2 separate regions of the Triticum aestivum genome follow, and region 2 is linked to region 1. The links are chromatin contacts, called in public Hi-C maps. All regions are on one chromosome and are shown on one strand. The core of a region is the stretch at or near the end of the contact, and the rest is flanking DNA. Distances in the headings are between cores, read along the strand shown.

What was found. Hi-C and Micro-C count contacts between places; a contact is called where the count stands out from the background.
Region 2: a Hi-C map of an unstated tissue shows a contact between it and region 1, with 8 times the contacts expected there. The contact joins the promoter of LOC123157433 here to the enhancer-like site in region 1. A contact is called at or near these places in 3 of 5 Hi-C or Micro-C datasets (leaf and an unstated tissue).

What each region holds. Positions count from the first base shown.
Region 1 is chr7B:513,648,370-513,651,069 of IWGSC CS RefSeq v2.1, forward strand. No RefSeq gene overlaps it. Among protein-coding and RNA genes, the nearest start is that of LOC123157239, 40 kb to the left of the region's middle. Within about 2 kb of position 1,377, at least 2 of the 8 cell types and tissues checked have an H3K27ac peak or open chromatin away from gene starts, as enhancers often do.
Region 2 is chr7B:514,188,635-514,191,334 of IWGSC CS RefSeq v2.1, forward strand. LOC123157433 reads left to right here and starts at 1,273. Exons shown (of 5, transcript XM_044575715.1): 1 at 1,273-1,516; 2 at 2,143-2,402. The coding sequence starts at 1,458.

The DNA of each region.
Region 1 (2,700 bases), core at 127-2,626:
TCCCTTTTTTTACATTTTCTTCTTCTTCACTTTTTTGACTATTTTGGCATTTTCTTATTTCTACTTCATTAACAAATGTTTTGTTCATTGAATTCAAAAAATGTTCAATGATGCAAAAAAATGTTCAACAATCCATAAAATGTTCATCCAATTCAATTTTTTGTTCATCAGACTGAAAAGATGTTCATAAAAATTCAAAAGTTCTTCATAACACTAAAAAGCTGTTCATCAGTTTCTTTATTTTCATTGAATTTTTTGTTTGTTAGATTCAAAAAATGTTCATCACATTCAAAATTTGTTCACTGAATTAAAAATTTGTTCATCAGTTTTTCAGAAAAAGTGTTCATCAAACGCAAATTTTGTTCATAATTATTTTCATTTTTTTCTCTAATACAATTTTTTTCTTCAAATTAAAAAAATATTCATCAAATTCCAAATTTGTTCATCATTGTTCAAAATATGTTAATCAAATTCATAAAATTGTTCATTGCTTTGGAATCATGAACATTGTTTACAAATTTGTGAACATTCTTCGAATTCACGAACATTTTTTTGAACCATGAAAAGTATCTTAAATTCAAAACACCTTTTTATAACCACGAACATTTTTTGCAATTTCCTGAATATTTCGCGAATGCTTGAACTTTTTTTGAAATCATGAACATTTTTGTAAATTCGTGAACATTTTTTAAAATTCATGAACATTTTTCACAAATTCATGAACATTTTTTGAATTCCCGAGCATCTTTCTAAAATAATAGTTTTTTAAGAAATCGTGATTGTTTTTTTCAAAATTAGCAACTTTTCCCGAAATTTAGAAGCTGCTGATATCCTGAATTATTGAAAAAAAAGAAAAAAATGCAAAGGAAAAGACAAAAGAAAAAACAGGCGGCGTGCAGGCCCCGGCCGCACATGGGCCGGCCCAGAAGGGCGTGAAGGCGGGCGCGGGGGGTGTGCGCCCGCTGCGTTTTCAGTGCGTGGTGCGCCATATAGGAGCTCCCCTGCTTACGTAGCTGACTAGAGGTCTCAATGACGGGCATCTTCGAAGAGAAGAAAAAGAAAAGAAACACGCGTTACGACTTACTGCATGGTTTCTTCATAACATATGGCCCGACATGTAAACAACCATAATAAGAGGCAAATGCATGACCGGAGTGGAAGCTCTTTCTCTTTGTTAGTCAGTACTGGGCGCCCTGTTTCTTTTTGAGAATCACAGTGCCACTTTATAGCATAAGATCAATGCTTTACACGGATACATGAGGGATCAGGTCGGGTATCGAGCCAAACTTGTTGGCCATTATTAAGGGATGTGTCCGTACGTACTAGCCTATGTGCCTCCCCATTGCACTTGCGCTGCTCTGTGTCTTGGGAATTCGTATTTGCCGCTCGTTGCGGCAAGTAGTCGGGGCGACGTACAGGGCTAGATTGACATGGGCCGGCCCGTTCAAACGTTTGAGAGATTTCGGTTTTCGGAATCGTCTGGTTCCCAGCATTTTTTTTTCTGGTTTTGGGAACCTTCTAAGAGGTTCCTGAACCGACTTTTCCATTCCCCTTTTCTTCTTCTTTTTTTGCTTCTTCTCTTTTAGTTTTTAAAATTTTCTTTTGTTTTTCTGTTTTATTTTATTTTATTTTGTCTTTCTGTTTTTTCTTTTTCATGTTTCGTTTGTTTGAAAATTTCAAATTTTTATTTGGAATTTTGTAACATGTGCTGGTTTTCAAAATTTGCTCCCAATTTCAAAAAATGTTCTGGTCTCCAATTTTTTCCACAATTTCAAAAAATGTTCGTGTTTAAAAAAAGTTCAATAATTTCAAAAAAATGTTTTCGTTTCAATTTTTGTTATGTTCATGTTTTAAAAAAATGTTATCTTTTCCTAAATCTGTTCAGAATGTCATTCATAAAATGTTCATGTTTCATAAAATGTACAGGAATTTCAAAATATATTCTCATTACCAAATTTGTTCATAATTTCAAAAAATGTTTTTTGTTTTCTAAAAAATTCACAAGGTCAGAAAATGTTCGATTTTTTCAAAATTGTTCACGTTTTAGAGAACTGTTAGTTTTTCCAAAAAATATTCGTGTTTTTCTAAATTCAGATTACAAAAGTTGTTCACATTTTTTTCAGAAAAAAAGCTTGGAATAGCAACAAATATTTGCGGCATTTCATATTGTTCGTAATTTTCAAGAAGTGTTTCTATTTTTTCCCAAAATCTCAAGCCGTCTGTATGATGCTATAGAGTTTGCGCCTTAATGTTCAGCATTAGCTTTCTGGTGTAGTGGCAAACTTGTCTCGGTCTGCAATCTGGTGTGAGCGAGATCATGTGAACAAATGCTAGCGTCGCGTACTTGTTTTCCGATTTTTTTTAGGTCGCGTGATACAGGAAACACAAGCGGCTTTTGCATCAGTGGGCCGGCCCGGTCTTGCGTCGCCCGTGTGCGTCGAGCTCTTGTTTAACACAAAATGCATTGTATAGGAGGTCCCCTGTGTGTCGCATTTTTTTGAGACAACTTCGTGAAGCTTTTTATTTAACTCGTCACAATGTTTATAGGGACGAAAGATAGATTACCTGGGTTGCCCAGCCACACACGGCGGCCAACACCAAGTGAGAGAGCATGCTTCGCTAAATTGTGAGCCTCGACATTCGAGCTCCTAAACTGGCTAAAAAAGCAATTGACAAAAACTTTTGAATGATCTACTATCT
Region 2 (2,700 bases), core at 23-2,522, 540 kb after region 1:
CCTTCAAAAAAAATCTTCAGAGTTTTCTCCAAGGGTGGGGGTGCTACCCCTGCTACCACATAGCTCCACTATTGAGCTCTATAGTTCCATTTTCTCTTGTTATAATCGAATCTGGGGACACATGTTAATTTATTCCGGTAACTCTTTTACTCCAATTTGTAGGGCTCTTTCTTTTGTCTTGACAGTGATTTTTCACGATGCTACTTCTTAACTCGCCATCCCTCCTTCAGGTACAACAACAATTGTTTAAGGTGTAAAAGTTCACCGGAACTATTATGCATACAATACTTTCTCGTTTTGTAGATATATGATCTAAAATATAATGCTCTTGCACTTTGGCTACATGCATAAATGGTTTGATCTGATTTGTTGTATAAGGATTGGATGGAAAATTTCATATGTACATTAGAGCTCAAGGTACACACATGCCCTCTTCCCCTTTCTGTGAAGAGATGACCACTGGATCAGTAAGTTGGATACTTTTTTACTGTTACCATTCACTATTTATGAAACTACACTCTCATTTCCTCCCATAATCATAAGTGGCTAGGGCAAATTTTTCCCTCCAGACTTCATCAGCGAGCTTGTAAATTCGCCTTCATTCTGCCTGCCGCTCCAGCGCTCGGTGGCGAGGAGAGAAATCCCGGTGCTTCCGCTCCGGTTAGTAGTTTAGGTTAGGTTTTTTTAGTCCTGTAGGTCCGACACCCGGACGGATGGCGGCGTTTCTTCTTCGAGTTTGTCTTCCGGGCTTCTATCCTCCTCGGGTTCGTCCGCTGGGACGTAGTTGACGGAGCTCCGACATAGATTCCTTAGGGCAGAGAGGTTAGAGTTTCTCGTCTTTGGAATAGGTGCTTCGATTCTATGCAAGAGTTCAAAGGCGACGACCGTGCTCCAAAACGCTGGTCCTTGAGGGCACGTGCATGAAGATTTTTTGACTATCATCGACAAAGTCAAGCGGGCTACGGTAGGCGAGCGGTGACAGTTGTGCGTCGGCGGCTCGTTCTGCTGTAGTAGTGCTTGTTCGGTGGTCTAAGAACCTCGATGTAATTTTTATTATGTTTAAGATGCTTTGTACTTTGAGTGAACTTTTATAATAAATCTAATCCTTTAAAAAAATACACATAGTAGTAAAACAAAGATAAAAGAACGGTGATGATATCCAATACGGAGTAACTCTGTAATTTACTGCAAAAACAACCATTTCGGACCACTGGCATTTACGTATTTATTTAAGAAAAATCCAAGCAACGTTTGCTCCTGTTTCTCCAATCCCAGCCCACCACGGAATCCCATTCCCGATTCCTTCTTCCCCAACTCCTCGCCCCCGCAACCTCCCCCCTTCCGCCTCCTCCTCCCCTCCTCCTCCACCCGTGCGCCTCGCTGGGGCCTAGGGTTTGCTCCCGCCCTCCACCGCCGGGACGACCACGGGCGCGCAGGACCCCACCGCCTCGGATGCTATGCTGCTAGGCTGCAGGTCCCTCTCCTCCTGGGTGCGCCGCCTCGTCGCCTGCATGGGGTGCGTGTCTTCCCTCACTCTCCCCCCCATTTCGTCCGTACTTGCCGTAACCTGATGCGACGGCAGCGAGCTCGATCGGGTTTAGGGATTAGGGCTCGCGCTGTGCCCCCCACCTGGAGGCCAATAGGATTAGTGGATGCGAGGTTCTCCCCTTTTTGTCCCCGGTTCCATGTGCAACCGCGATGCTGTTTCCCGGTTCTGATTCTTGCTGCTTGCGCATAAATAGACACGGTTCGGCCGCTCTATAAACATTTAGATGCCGATGTCCCTTTGCAGAGGCTAGGCGGTCCTTGAATCCATCGTTTCCAACTTTCCATAGTAGGAGCTGCTCCATGTGATGGTACCTGATTCTTGTATAATGTCCATGACTTATTTTTGGTATAAGAGACACTTTTTGCCTGACCTTGAAACTAACCTTTGTAATCTTTTACCAAAATGCTCTGTCTTATGATTTCCGAGCCCGTGGAATGACGGTTGTTGTGCGGTCCAATGTCAAAAGCTGTCAAGAAACATATACTCGTTACTTTATAGCTTTTCGCTGGTTGTTCTGCCACATGACTTATCTCAGACTCTCGAATACGTGAAGCTAATCGTTCACTGGTCAATACTGTTTTGCTACAGAGCAGAAGTTGCCTTGGATGCTGTGGCTGTGCTAAGCCTGCTCCGATAATAGCGGTCGATGAGCCTTCAAAAGGTTTGAGGATCCAAGGCCGCTCAGTAAGGAAGACAAACTTGTCTGAGGGCTTCTGGAGCACGAGCGCACACGGGATTGGAAACAGCGCGCTACAATCGCAGAGGAGCATGTCTTCAATCAGTACAGCGCCGCAATCCAGCGATCAGCATGGAGCTGGAAGTAGCAGCAACCCAAACGAGTTTGTAAATCAAGGTATACAGCATGCACCTAAGATTAATCTGTGTGCCATGGCACCTGTTCCATTTCCATTCTATTTTTTCATTCCATCGTACTAGTGTGATTTACTGTCAAATAAATGCAAGTGCACAGCTGATTATTGGAGCTCTGTCATCCATGTCCTTATATGCAGGTTTAATTAGAACATGAAATGACTTTCATCCAGAGTTTGTAGCAGCTGTAGTTTTAGACCTACGTGCAAAACCATGCTTACAGTTACTAATGCACACTGGGGCTTCTAACGTCTCTGATTAAAACAGTCTTAGAATTTAGT